3 separate regions of the Mus musculus genome follow, and all the other regions are linked to region 1. Evidence: chromatin contacts called from public Hi-C and promoter capture Hi-C data. All regions are on one chromosome and are shown on one strand. The core of a region is the stretch at or near the end of the contact, and the rest is flanking DNA. Distances in the headings are between cores, read along the strand shown.

Region 1 (4,894 bases), core at 1,086-3,585:
GGGGGAACCCTTGCCTCTTACTGCAAAGATTAAAATGGGGCCTGGCAGGAGACACTTTGCCAGGCTACTCTCAGAAGGAGATAAAATGAGGAGAGACGATGGAAATGTGGGTCCTTCTACAGGTAATCCAAGATTAGAATTGGCATTCTGAACTGGGTATTTTGCCAAGGCACACTAAAGGCTGAGACCAGCCAGCCAAGTCAGCGGCACCCACCCTCCTCTTCTTTCCTGCCAAGTGTCTCTGCTGCTTGAAAGCACCCTGCATTTCTAGCACTGGACTCCCACCCCTACCCTTCAGGCCTGGCCTGCTCCTCACCCTCCTCACACCCCCTCCTCCCGCCCCTCTATTGGATATAACATTTCTCACTGCCCCTAGAAAGCAGCAAAGCCTGCTGCCACTGGTGGCCTGAAAGCCACTCTACAGCCTTCCTGCTCAGCCCACTGCTTAGATTTTAGAATCAAGGTCACTGTCACAGGACATGTGAAGGACGCATGGCTCCATGGGTACTATCCACTCTAAGAGTCACAGCCTGAGCCACCCATAAAGACCATAACAACAATCCCTTCCCTGGACTTTCCATTCCCACAGGCTCCACTGTTTGTTGTCTCAGAACTGTCACCTGACTAGCTGTCTCAGAGTTGGGCCTTATTCCCCAAGAAACCTACAACTCCCCCCCCCCTTTCCTTTTCTTGTCATGCTTTATAGATAGGGTCTCATTCTGTAGCTCGGGCTGGTCTTGAACTCGGAGATAATCAAACTCAGCCTCCTTCATACTAGGCATGAGCCAGCCAGCTCATTTTCACTTTTCTTGTTCTTTCTGAGACAGAGAAAAGACTACTCTGTGTAGTCCTGGCTGTCCTCGAACTCACGGAGATCCACCTGCCTCTGCCTCCTGAGTGCTGGAATTAAAGGTATGTGCCATCTCCACCTAGCTCTTTCAAGCTTCTTAAAGACCAGGCCTAGAAAAAGTCTGCGAATAAGGGCTGCTGGGCACGTGGCTATTAGCTCGGTAGAGGAAAAGGGATTGGGGGCGGGGAAGGGTCTTGGGAGAAATAGACAAGCGAGCTCAGAGAGTTTCCAGGGTTGCAAGAACAACCCCGCTTGGTCTCTGCGGTTTGAGGCCTCAGCCTGAGCAGGAAGACTGGTACATTCCTCCTGGCTGCAGGCCCTAAGCGAGCACGTGGAACTTTGGGGGTGGGGCAGTACAGCTGGGACGAGACAGCATACCTGGATGGATTAGATCTACAGGAAGGGCAGGAACTGAAGTGCTCACAAAGCAGAAACCCCTTCCTTACGTCTGAACAAAGTCACCCGATTTACACAAGCTTTTCAAATAAGTGAAAGACTTTTAAGTTTTATAACGATTAGAGGTTTGCTCCGAAGACTTCGTAGAAGTAACCTGTCCCAACTGCGCTTGGAACAGGATTCTGATGTAGTGAAGTCGGGCCTGATCGGCAATGAAGCCAATGGTGGAGGTTGACTCCCGGCGGCGGCCGCGTGGGCGGCGCGGGGCTCCGGCTGCACCCCCGGGCCGCCCGGAATCCTGCGAGCGCTCCCCGGGGCGGGGGAAAGAGCGCCAAGGTCTTGCATCAGACAAAAGGCGGTGCGAGTCCGCTGCCACAAATGCCACGGGACCCGCAGGAGCAGAGCCAGCGCCCCGCGCCCCCTGCCCCCACCCCAGGAGTCTGCACTGAGCAGGGATGGTGTGCGTGTAGCACCCCGAGCCGGGAGCTCGCAGCCTGGGTCGCCAGGCACGAAAGCTCCAGAGAGGTTCTGGCATTCGAGAGAGGTTCTGGCATCCCGCAGGACCAGATGGAGCAGCTGCACTTTGCAGCGCCGGCAAGAAACACGCGGTAGCAAAAAGCACAAAAAGTTTGCATTCTGCACCTCCAGGCCATTCGTTCCTCTCTGCTTTTCCTCCCTCCCACTGCTGGTCCCGAATCTCCGGAGGCCCCGGGACCAACTGATAAGATAGGGGAGGACAGCCCTGGAACCACTGGGGTCAGCGGGTTTGGCCATAAAGATGCCCGGTGATTACGCTTGTGTCCGGCTCGCCTTACCTGGAGTTCAGCTATCAGCTCCTCCTTGCTCAAGTTCTGCTTCTCCACCACCTGCAGCCCTCCATCTTGCAGGATCTTCCGGCAGCAGGGGTCCAGGCTGTCACTGATGAGTACTTTGCGCAGATTTGCGAAGGCCATTGCTAGAGTCAGGCCTTAGAATCAGTTGCTGTGGGTGGGCAGAAGCACTTAGTTCAGGAAACTGCAAGCAGGGCTGGCTCCGGTGACTGGGCAGGGTTCTCGATCTCCCGCTCCCCCTTTATCCTCCCCCTCCTCGCGCCAACAGTCTCCTTTTGATTGGTCAGAAATGCTTAAACTCTGCTGACTCCGCCTCCCCGGGCAGAGCCTCCCACACATTTTTTTTTTTTTTTTTAAATCCTACACAGACTACACTTCCAGCAGTGAAGCCCTTACCTGCCCCGGGTGAGCTTTAACACGCACGATTTATGCCAGCAGGCTGATTTATATTGGAAATAAACAGAAATACGCTGTCTCCACGAGGGAATTAAATCTCATAGTAACTTCTTTCCTCTTAAAGACCATTTATTGGCTGGGTATTTATAACTCCTAGTTGAGCATAATTAGACTGAGTAAGGCCACGGGTTCGATTCTCAGCAACGCACACACACACACACACACACACACACACACACACACACACACACCGTTAGGAGATTAAGGAACAAGGTGTGTGTGTGTGTGTGTGTGTGTACATAAGAGTTGGTTCTTGCCTTCCACCAATCCCAGTGGGAGATGAGAGACAAGTCTGGGAAAGGCAAGGGCTTCTTATTCCTTACCCCCCAAAAGACTTTAAGATTAAATCTAGATACAGTAAGGGCCATGAATGAGGCTGGAGGACCACTTGAACCCAGGAGTTCCAGGTCAGCCCCAGATGGGAGTCAGGGAGGGGGAGAGAAGTACAAGGGTGGTAGTGGTTTTAGTCTTTAGAAGTTAGATGATTACTTTTTTTTTTTTTAGAAGGGATTAAATCTGTTAGGTAAATTCAGCCTTGATTATATTATATAAATAACACCCCTTACTATTATACCTCACAATCTTAACATCAAATGTAAGTAAGAGAGTCTCTTTCAGAACTATGTACTGACAAGTCCTCTGCCTGTGCTGTTACCTCCATCCACAAAACAGGAACCCTGGCCTTCTTGGAAGAACTGGGGAAGTAGTTCTGCCCTTTCCTCTAGACTTTCCTTCCTTTCCCTTCTCTGGCCCAGCCCCTTGGGAAAAGAGAGACTTCAGCAGCCACAGCAGGCCAGCTCGGATGCCCTTGGCTCTCCGGATAAGAGTAACAGTAACAGGGTTCATAGGGACCGGAGGAGAGCAGCCGACTTAATTTTCTATTTGGAGACCAGTGGTGAGCCCCAAACCTGCACAGTGAGAAGTAAAGCAGATAATTTTTCGGGTAGAATATCAATGATCCAGCGGGGGTTGATTTCCAGCTTCTTAAACAAACAAACAAAAAGAAGAAGAAGAAGAGGAAGAAGAAGAAGAAGAAGAAGAAACGGACTCTGAAAGTATCTCTCCAGGCTTTTGCTTTCTTCTCCGTAACGTGAGCCTGACAGTAGGGAAGTGTCCGATGTGGGGATGAGATAAGAAAGACATCTTGGGGATTAGTGTGCCCTGCACCCCTTCACTCTAAGCCAGTCAGCTGACATGTCAGGTGGCGGGTATCCTTTGAGACACTGTGGAGAACCCTGGAATTGAAACTTTAATGGAGAAAAATCCCCGTGCCAATCCCGCACGATGACACCCGTCTGTGATCTCAGCACTTGGGACGTAGATTTCCAGGGAGATCAGAGCCGAATCAAAATTGATTCCAGGCTATCCTAGGCTACCAGAGATTTTGTCTAGAACAATAAAACAAGAGATGATTTCCTGTTGTCTGTGAGCCCTTGAGCTGGGGTTGGCAGCCCTGGTGAAGATCTCTGGCCTGTTAGGAGAGACTTCATTGATGTGCCTATGACCTTACAACCTGGCCCCAGGTCAAAGAGAGAAGCCCCACACAGGGGATTACAGTGACCCCACCCTTCTTCACTGAGTAGACTTTTCTGGGTTCCTGTACATTCTTATTGGCTATGGCATCAGTGTTCATGAACACACCCTACCTATCCTCATTGAGAACTCAATTACGTAAGATCTAATGTGCTACTGGACACATTCTAGTATCATGCTTTCTTCTTCTTTTTTTAAAAAAGACATTGTCGGGCTGGTGAGATGGCTCAGTGGTTAAGAGTGCCGACTGCTCTTCCGAAGGTCCTGAGTTCAAATCCCAGCAACCACACAACCATCCTTAATGAAATCTGATGCCCTCTTCTGGAGTATCTGAGGACAGCTACAGTGTACTTACATATAATACATACATACATACATACATACATACATACACACACAAATACATAAATAAATAAAAATTTAAAAAAAAGACATTGTCTTTCTACATAGCTTTGACTGTCCTGGAACTGGCTCTATAGACTTGAACTCACAGAGATCCACTGCCACTGCCTTCCTAGTAGTGGGATTAAAGGCATGCACCACAACATCCAGATCCTGATGTGTATTCAAAAAAACACTTTCCAGTTTTTTTTGTGAGGAAAAGGAGGAAGGGGAAACCGGAGTTAATCTAAGGGTGGGACAGGAGTGTCCGTGTCTCCTGACCTTAGGAATGTTACTGGGACACTTCACTGGTTGAACTGGCTCTTCCTTCTTATTCTGTGGAGGACATAAGCTGTAAGGTCTGGATGGTACAGTAACCTTACAATCAGATGCACTGTGTGGGGGTTGCTGTCACTCGGGGGAGGAACTCATTCCCAGCGTCATCCTA
Region 2 (4,894 bases), core at 1,708-4,207, 1.4 Mb before region 1:
AAATTGGAGTATTTATTATATCAGGATAAATATGAACTCTTGCAACACTATAAAGGAAAAAGCAACTTCAAAATCTTTTCAAATATACTGGAACCTGCATGACTTTTTTTTTTTTTTTTTTTTTTTTTTTTAAAGTGAACAGTTTTACAACTGTGCAGAGCAGACCCTTGACCTTGCGCTCAGTGTACTGCGGGGACTTATGAGTGGACTCTGGAACTGATAAAACGTAACAGCTGAACACAGCTCAGCACAGGTGGATGACAGTTGCTTTTATGAAATGACTTCAAGGTTGGAAGGGTAGATTAAAAAAAAAAGACAATGGTTGGCAGAACAGTTAGCAAGAATTAACTGGGAAAGACACCTCTCTTGGGATTTACTCATGCTTCTATCCATTAGCCAATACTTCTTAGTGATTACTGTGTGCCAAGTGCTGGAGGTAGATTGGTGACTGCTGCTCTCAAAGGGCAGATAACTTATGAAAGAGATAACGAGTAACTATAAGACAGTATGGCAGCCCAGAAGGGACATGAGTGAAGGGCATTATGGTGACATGAAGAGAAACACTGGTCTAACTTGGTTCAGAAGTATTTGGATATCCAAGCTGAAATGTGAAGGCTGAACAGCAATCAGCTGGCCAGGAGGGAGAGGGGCAGGTATGAGGGGGAGAATTCCATAAAAAGACACTGTGGAAATCTGGAGGCACGATGGCACAGCCAGGTTAAGAAACTAAAAGAAGTTTAGGAAGTCTATACAGTATAAAAAACAAAATGAGAACATGGTGAGTGAGACACAAGGCTAAATAGCCAAAAGTCAGGGTCCTATCGTAAGCCGCTATATATGACATGTTAAGGACTTTGTGCTTTATTCTGTGGCATGAACAAAAATGTCAGAGGTAATAAGTTTTATAAAGTTTAATTTCTTTTATTATTTGTGTGCTTGCACATGCGCTTGCAAGTAGAAGGCAGGGGTCAATTTTTGGGAGTTAGTTCTCTCCTTCCATTCTGAGCACCAAGATCTAACTCAGGTTTCAGGCTTGGGCAGCAAGTGCCTTTATCCGCTCAGTCATCTCATTGGCCTGAGGTGAGAGTCTCTGATATGAAGTTTCTGATTTCATACCACATAAACCTTCCAGTTCATATGGAACAGGAAAAATGGTGCATGCATTGCTTTCCTGTTAACCACATTTCCCTAAGGCCTTACTTGGCCTCCACTCTGCCACCAAATGGGTCAGATGCTAGGGAATACAAGAGAGAGTAAGAAAGATACTATCTTGGATTTCATGGGGAAGGAAAATAAAACATACATGAGAAAGAAAGTGGCTGGAATGAAAGGCCCCTTTGGTTATTGATAGGGGACAAGTTACGCCTCCCTGTGGTGACATTTTCATTTAATTAACACCTCAATGATGGCAAAGTAGCCCCAAAACATATAAAGACAGGGAACATTTGACGCAAAGGATTGTTTGGGTTTTAGATTTCAGCACTTTGGTTGGTTAAATTTAATATTTCATGTGGATATATTTGTAAAAGTTAAAGATTATAAATTTAAGGCATAAAAGTTTAGAAAGCCATATTCTTGGGAACTTTTGAATTATGTTCATGTTAATCTCACAGGTGAAAGTGCATGGAAATTTTCTAATTATACTCTTATTTTTGTACTCTTTAACAAGCTGGGAATGGACATTTATATTTACCTGTGGGGGGAAAAACTCTTAAAACTTAAATGTTTTTTTTTTTCTTGAATTGGTAGTAAGGCTGAAAGCCACTCTGTGTCATTATCAAGGACAACAGGGGAGGCGCAGAGAGATTTGAAGCAGAAGGCAGAGTGTCCAGAGTTTTGTGTATTTACAGATTTGAACACTATGCTAGCAACAAAAGCAGTCAAATGTACTTGAAAGGTATTAATTTTGAAAAGGGAAAAATGGTTACTGTATTAGAGTGGTGAAATGGGTTGGCTTTTTCTTGTTTTACATTTTCTTAAGTGTTGTTACCGACGTTTTCAAGAGGTGAGGGCAATGCTCTGCTGAGGGAAGCATTGGGATGCAGCTGCACAAACCCTAAATTCAAGGATGTACCTCACTTACGTCCCTCAGGGGAACTGTTTCTTTCCCTTGCCATTTGGATGCGATGAAGAGAAAAAAAAATCTTTTACTGGAAAGATGCGGGGTGAGAGCGATAATGCAAGCAAAGAAGCGTCTGCAGTTGCTTAGTGAGTGCTTGCATTTGAAAGTGGGTACATGGCTATGCACATAAATACATACATGATATCAGGGCTATCATAAACACTTGGGGTGGGGTGGGAGGAAACCCTGGAGAGACACGACTGATGGGAAAAGCAAGAGGCTCACTAGACGAAGCGAGCAGAACTTGCCAGTGGTTTATACTTCTTCGGTTTTGTTTAACGGTAGATAGAGGTGGCCAAGTGAGAAGAAAACGTGGGTCGACCGCGACCCGCAAAGAGTGAACAGCAACCAGAGAACGAAAGATGAGGTGTCACTGCACAAAGGAAAGCTCAGACTTGGACCTCGCGGAGGCAAACGTGTCAGCACCCGGATCCTGCAAAGCCCATACCCGTCCCGGTCCTCAGCCCTGGTAGGCACGCTGCCGTGGGCCTCCCGCCGGGAGCCAAGCTTCTCCAGGCTCCGTGGTCCGCGGAGCTGCCCGGAAGCCTCGGGGCGCCGTGGGTACTGACCCCCGCATGGCACCGGCTCAGCGCTGGGGCCAGCCAGGCCCTCCCCAGAGTCTGGGGACGCACGCTAGGTGAGTGACAGCACCACACGTCAGCCTTCGCCACCCGGGCAAGGGAGCGGGCTGAGCAAATCCAGGTTCTCCCAAGGCTCACCTGGGAGGTGATCATGATGCTGGAGTCGATCAGGAAGCTCATGGCGAAGCCTCGGGAGGCCCATGCCCAGCTGTCTACCCCTCAGAGAAGCCGCGGCTTAAGACCTGTCCACCTGCTGTGGTAGGCGGCCTGGCCTGGCGCGTGCTTACGTCATCAAGATGCGCCCTAGCCAGCCAATCAGCGGCCGCATTCTCCGTTTGCCTGGAAGGTGAGGGTGGGCAGGGCTGGAAGCCGCTGGGTAGACTCAAAGCAGATGTGTTTCTTCTTAGTAGGCACAAGGAGGTGAGGAGAGGTAACATTTGCTTTAAGTGGCACTGCCATTAAATATAATGAAATTATTTTTATATTTTTCATAGCTAGAAACACTGGGGTGAGAGTTGTGCGAGGTCCTCAGTGACATTCCCAACACGGCAGAAAGTAAAAATAAGTTAACATAGCGAGTGAGGCTTTAAGTCAAGTAGTGTGTTGCAGATGTTACAGATTTTACTTGGTTTAAAAAGCAGTGTGACATCTATAAGCGAAAGGATGGTGGACAGGAACGTAAGAGTCTTCTCAAACATAGCTAAGTAAATTTCTGATATGATAACGTCAAAAGCACACGGCTTATAAGAGTGTGCACTCATTGGACTCTAATGAGACCGCCATTATAGTTGGCGCTTTAGGGTGTGGAGTATTAGGCCAAAGGACGAGAAATTACATGAAGACAGATTTTAATTCAAAATAATAATTACGTAGGAGTCTTAAAGGTGGGCTATGTTAGAAAGTAGTTTCCCCCTTCCCAACACAGTCTGAGTGGCTGTGGCTCAACTACAAAGTGAATTATAATTCCTTCCATTAGATACTCCATTTATGAAGGCTTAATATACTACAATGGGACTTAGACTTTTCCCACTAGAACCCTAGCTAGTCTTATTGTAAAGACTAGTTACAGTCAAGGCTTGTAAGGGTGCAAGTGTATGTTGCAGGGGATGCTGGTATCTAGAAAGTGAGTGCTCAGATTATAATATAAATAAACAAGAACATTCCCCCAGGTTGCCACACATAAAGAAAGACCCCTGTTCCTTTGATCTGAAGCCTGTCTTACCAAGCAGCCTGTCCTAGTTAGGGCTACTATTGCTGTGTTGAAACACCATGACCGAAAACAAGTTGGGGAGAAAAGGGTTTATTTCAGCCTACACTTTCACACTGTAGTTCCCTTTTGAGGGAAGTCATGACAGGAACTCAAACAGGGCAGGGATCCTGAGGCAGGAGCTGATGCAGAGGCAATGGGTGTGTGTGTGTGTGTGTGTGTGTGTGTGTGTGTGTGTGTGTTGCTTACTGGCTTACTTGTGGCTTGCTCAGCCTGCTTCATATGTGTATAACTCAGACATGGCAACACCCACAATAGACTGGGCCTTCTATCACCAATCACTAATTAAGAAAATGCTCTACAATTTTGCTTCCAGTCCAATCTTATGGAGGCATTTTTCTCAATTGAGTTTCCTTCTTCTTAGATAACTTTAGGTTGTGTCAAATTGACATAAAACCAGATAGCACACAGCACAAACTACATATCAAATACCAAATACCTGTACCAGAGTGCCAGGGAGCTGTGGAGGCTGCCTTACCATGAGAGTCTCTTAAATCACAGAACTCTGTGTTCCTGGTCCCATCTCTCAGGGAAGCAGATAGCTGCCTACAATGTGGCACTCAACTGTCATTCAAAGCTGTGGGATAGTGGAGGACACTGGGAAATTGTACTTGTATAATTATTATGCCTAACTAATTTGATCTATAGGATTTGTGAACTTAAGTAAGCACACACAGAGATGAAATTTAAAATTGAATATGTAAGTTGGGATTGATACGTGAAAGCAACACTAGGGATTGTTCTGAACCTCTGGTCACCTATCCTCTGTGCCTGCGTGGAACAGAAAGTGCTTCTTGCTCTAAGACTAACCACCTTTCTAGGAAGGTGGATGTCGGCTTGGCATTCACTCATTTTAGATAAGTACCTACCTTATCGTGGCGTGGGATTTAACATCACGACTTTGGCTAGACAGTCAGACAGGAG
Region 3 (4,894 bases), core at 1,584-4,083, 1.2 Mb before region 1:
TTCTTCTTCTTCTTCTTCTTCTTCTTCTTCTTCTTCTTCTTCTTTTCTTCTTCTTCTTCTTCTTCTTCTTCTTCTTCTTCTCCTTCTCCTTCTCCTTCTCCTTCTCCTTCTCCTTCTCCTTCTCCTTCTTCTTCTTCTCCTTCTTCTTCTTCTTCTTCTTCTCCTCCTCCTCCTCCTCCTCCTCCTCCTCCTCCTCCTTCTTCTTCTTCTTCTTCTTCTTTTTTTTTTTTTTCAAGACAGGGTTTCTCTGTGTAGCCCTGGCTGTCCTGGAACTCACTCTGTAGACCAGACTGGCCTGGAACTCAGAAATCCGCCTGCCTCTGCCTATCAAATGCTGGGATTAAAGGTGTGCGCCACCACTTCGGGATGATTTCAAGACTTCTTTTTTTTTTTTTTTTTCTCTTTTTTTCTTTTTTTTTTTCGAGACAGGGTTTCTCTGTATAGCCCTGGCTGTCCTGGAGCTCACTTTGTAGACCAGGCTGGCCTCGAACTCAGAAATCCGCCTGCCTCTGCCTCCCGAGTGCTGGGATTAAAGACTTCTTACTTTTTTTTTTCTCTTTCAGCTTACTACCACTACTGTACATATTGTCAGGACTCCCGGGTGCTAACAGGTAGTGCTTTCCTTTGCCAGCCTCACCAGCTGTGGCTCCCCCTCCCCCACTCCCTGATGGCACTGCTATTGCTCTCTTGGGTCAAAGGTACTCATGATGCTCACCCGGTGATTGCCAACGATGCCAGAGGAGCAGGGTGTGCACCAGCCTTGCTTTGTCCACCACAGCAGGAAGTAGGGCAGCCAGATACCAACCTTCCATTGCCTTGAAGGCTCTCCAGCGTGCTAAGAAAGCCAAAGAGGCTGAAGCTGCTCCAATACTAGGATCTGTTTATACTGAAACTGTACTATGCTTTCCCTCACCTGTCTGAGGGCCACCCTCCCCAGCTGGAGGAGTTCCAAGGCACTACTCAGGTTCCAATGTCGTATTTCCCAGGGCCCCTGAAGGTCTCGGTTTGTCTTGTGTTTTATTTTGGATCTTAAGTGTTTACCCAAAAACTCATGTACTGAAGGTTCAGTCTCAAATGCAGCAGTGTCCACAGTGGGTCTCTTGTGGGGAGGCAGTGACTCTATCACAAAGTTTCTCTCTCACCTACGACCTTGACTGGCTCTTAAAGAGGTAAGACCTAGTTGAAGGAGTGGGTCTGAGCTAGGATAGGGCAAGGAAAACTATTGGGACACAAGAAGACAAGGGGGTCCCCACTCTCACTAGTCATCAAGCAAGGATTCCTTTACTGAAGGCCATTCTCCCCTTGTGGCTGTAAATCCACAATCTGAGACTCTCACTAGAAACCGCAGGGGCTCCTGGTTTTACCTTAGCAGACTCTAATCTAGATGAGGTTCCCTGAAGTTGTCCTCTAGTTGCACCAGAAACCAGAAGGGGTCAGGGTGAAGTGTAGCAACCCTTCCAGATGTGAAGGAGGTGGGGTGGGGTGTGCTTCTCTCTCTCTCTCTCTCTCTCTCTCTTTTTCCCCAGACATGGCTTCTCTGTGTAGCCTTGGATATCCTGGAACTCAACTGTAGAGCAGGTTAGCCTTGAACTCACAAAGATATGCCTGCCTCTGCTTCCTGAATGCTGAAATTAAAGGCCTGCACCACCACGCAGGGCCAAGATGTATCTTGAGAGTCACTAAAAGAATGTATCTGGTAACTGCTAAGACATTTTGCTGTGAATCTCTTATGGGAAGCCCAGACCCATCCACAGGTGTCTTGTTCTCTCACTAAGCATCTCTCTGTCATAGCTCTTTTGCCTAAAATCGGTTACAAATGGCTTCTAATAAACTGAGACTATTCTGTGAGAAGCCCATAGCCATGTAAGGTGTGTTATGTTCTTTTTTTTTTTTCTTTTTTTTTTTTTTTTCCTGTTGCTTTTCTTTCCATTCCAAACAGACTTCAAGTCTATTTTTTACTGGTTTGCTTTGAAATTCATTTCGAAGTTGAAGCCCACGATACTGTTCCGCAGTTAAAAGATTAGGAGAATGCCTTCAGATGTTGACAACACTACCGCCATTCCTCCAGGCCTCTCCTGACACTCTTTGGTGGCTCCAATCCAGGTCTACTATCTTCCCTCTCAAGCCTCTGTCTCCTAACTTCCCTGGTGGTCTAGTGGTTAGGATTCGGCGCTCTCACCGCCGCGGCCCGGGTTCGATTCCCGGTCAGGGAAATACTGTTTTTTCTCTCACAATTTTCTAAAAAAAGTACTTAATAATCACTCGAGAAAAAACAAAAAACAAAAACAAAACAAAAAAACCGCTGGCTCTAATGCTTTGCGCATGCCCCGAGAGTGCTCTACCGCTGAACTACATCCCTAGCTCAATTTTCTTAAACAAAATGGGGAAAGGGAATTTCACAAATAGGAAGCACTCAGCTGATAGATGTTTCAGGTCTTGACTTTAGTAATCTTGCTTTGGGGACTTCAGGGAATTCTTCCACATTCAAACTACTCCCCTTGCCCACCAATCCTAACACTGCCTCCCCTTACCCTCATTTCCTCCCTACTCACCCCAGGCAAAGCCTCAAGGGAAAAAAAAAAAAAAACAGACGAAATCCCTTAATTACCCGGGGCTTCTTGGCAGCCTTAAATTGAAGACTGGCGGGACTGGGAGTGGAACGTGGGAGGCGTGGGGGGGGGGGGCGGGACCTTAAGCATGGCGGGGGGCCGACGGAACTGCCCTCCCTGGGGACCTCGGCCGCGCATAGCATTGTGGAAGTTGTAGTTTTTACGGGTCTGAGTTTCCAGATCGGACGAAGTCTCAGGACTCACTTTCCCGTGCTCCTGTGCGCAGACTTAATTGGAGCAGGTCCGTGGGAGGTCAGGAGATTGCGTGGGGAGCTTGGTTATAAAATGTGGACCCGAATCCCGGGTGTCCGAGGAACTTCTGCTTTTGCGGCCTCCCCTTCACACGGTTTGAAGTGCAAGTTTCAGGTCCAAGTAACTGCCCTGACTGAGCCTGCATGCAGTAGGGGCGGCCGGCAGACGCTAGGCTTAAACTACTAGACAATCTTTCTGCTCCCACCCCTTTCTCTCCACCTCCGGCCTGACTGTCGCTGGGTCGCCCCGCTAGAGTCGCTTGTTCTGAGAGCTTGGATGCACTTGCCCTCCAGTTCCCGCGAACTTCTGAGTAGCTGCTGAGCCGCGTTGCCTGCGGAGCCCTCAGCTTCCACAGCCTCCATCATGCGCGTGTGGGTCCCCGTGGGTGTCCTGACCTCGCTGGCTTACTGCTTCCACCAGCGGCGGGTGGCCCTGGCCGAGCAGCGGGCTCCTAATGGCCAGCGTCCGGTGGACCGCAACCTACTGGAGCTGAAAATGGTGCAGGTGGTGTTTCGACACGGGGCACGGAGTCCGCTCAAGCCTCTCCCGCTGGAGGAGCAGGTGAGAGGCGGCCCACAGAGGGGTTCTTGGGGACACACTTTAGCGTCCCCCGTCGGGGCTCGGGCTGGGTCCAGACCAGAGGGAAACAACAGTAGACTGGCCCTCAGGCTGTGGCCTGGAGTCATCATCCCATGCTCATCCCAAACCACCGGTGTGGTGTGTAAGCCTTCCTGGCTAGGGCAGCCCCTGCCCCCCAAACTTTCAGTTGCTTGGTGTAGTGAAACTTTTCAAAGATGCATAAGAATGTCCCAGGCGGGGGTTCTTATTTAAATGCAGATTCTGATTCTGCGGATGTGGAGTTGGGTCACGTTTCGTAGTTCTGTGGTTGAACTTGAGTTCAAGGACCTTGTAAGTGCCTGGTTGTTAATAACAGAGATCATTGTACCAGGAGATACCTTTAGTGCTTCCGCAGTACAGAGCAAGCTGGCACCTTTGGAACCAGATCTTAATACAGATTTTTCTTGTGGGCTTGCCAGAGACCATTTGAGATCTTGTGAAGTCTTATTGCGGACAAGGACTGTATCTTGGGGTTCTTTAAGGTCAGGTTTAGAAATCTGGAAAGGATTTGTGGTAAGAAGGAGGGAAAGTTAATTAACTAATTTTGTGGCTATAAGTCAGGATAATTATGATTAAAGCACAAATAATTAGCTTTTTGTTTAAAAAATAACCCCTAACAGTATACAAGAAAAGGGCACCAGAAGTCCCTAACACCCCGGGTTGAATTTACCCATGGAGTCTGTATTTGTTCAGTTGCAAATACTCTTAATGGTCATTTCTGTTTTCCTGAAGGGCTGTGAGTTATAGTTTCAACCCAAGATCTGGTCTTTAAAGAGGGTTACACATGAAAAAGCCAAGCAACCAGGGCAGCTCTCACATAAATAAATATCTTTTAGCAGGTGTTTGTTTACCAGGTCTCCAGTTAGCCTGTTCCTATGGCTGTACTACTTTCTGTCTGGCACTGCAACCCACTCTACGCCTTTAACATTAGATCTCTCAGGTTGTCTTATCATTTTGTCTACACATGCCCACCTCTTTGCACCCCTCCTCTCTCTCTATTCTTATTAAAGAGTGTTAGAGAGATATATTTATGTTTTAGACAAAGTTAGCAGTAATAGCAGAGAATAAAAGTTTGTCTGGATCTAGACCCAGTGTATATAGACAGTGCAAATACCTATCAATACCAGCCTGTACTGGTGGATTCCAGTATAGAACTGGTGGATTCCAGTATAGAACTGGTGGATTCCAGTATAGAACTGGTGGATTCCAGTATAGGACTGGCTTCACTGACAAATTATCCCCATTCTTTGTTGAGGGGACTGGGAAGAAAACCAACCCCACTCAGTTCATTACTGGGAAGATATTCATTACATTACTCCTGCCTCTTTGAATTGGAAAAAAAAAAAAAAAAAAAAGGTTTAAATCCTTCCAGGGAGTGTGTGTGTACGTGTGTGAACCAGTTGGTGTGTGATGGG

The links. Promoter capture Hi-C pulls out the DNA fragments that hold promoters and counts their contacts. A called contact is a pair of places that touch in the nucleus more often than the background predicts.
Region 2: a contact with region 1 is called in a promoter capture Hi-C map of pre-B cells, with 2.3 times the contacts expected there. The contact joins the promoter of Gpr89 here to the promoter of Phgdh in region 1. A contact is called at or near these places in 1 of 39 promoter capture datasets (pre-B cells) and 1 of 484 Hi-C or Micro-C datasets (B cells).
Region 3: a Hi-C map of B cells shows a contact between it and region 1, with 6 read pairs. The contact joins the promoter of Acp6 here to the promoter of Phgdh in region 1. A contact is called at or near these places in 1 of 39 promoter capture datasets (pre-B cells) and 1 of 484 Hi-C or Micro-C datasets (B cells).

What each region holds. Positions count from the first base shown.
Region 1 is chr3:98,337,634-98,342,527 of GRCm38.p6, forward strand. It overlaps Phgdh (3-phosphoglycerate dehydrogenase), which reads right to left and starts at 2,336. Exons shown (of 12, transcript NM_016966.3): 1 at 2,062-2,336. The coding sequence starts at 2,199.
Region 2 is chr3:96,902,341-96,907,234 of GRCm38.p6, forward strand. Gpr89 (G protein-coupled receptor 89) reads right to left here and starts at 2,958. Exons shown (of 14, transcript NM_026229.4): 1 at 2,842-2,958. The coding sequence starts at 2,883.
Region 3 is chr3:97,155,944-97,160,837 of GRCm38.p6, forward strand. It overlaps Acp6 (acid phosphatase 6, lysophosphatidic), which reads left to right and starts at 2,834. Exons shown (of 10, transcript NM_019800.4): 1 at 2,834-3,422. The coding sequence starts at 3,225. n-TEctc12 (a tRNA gene) reads left to right here and starts at 2,142; the gene lies at 2,142-2,213.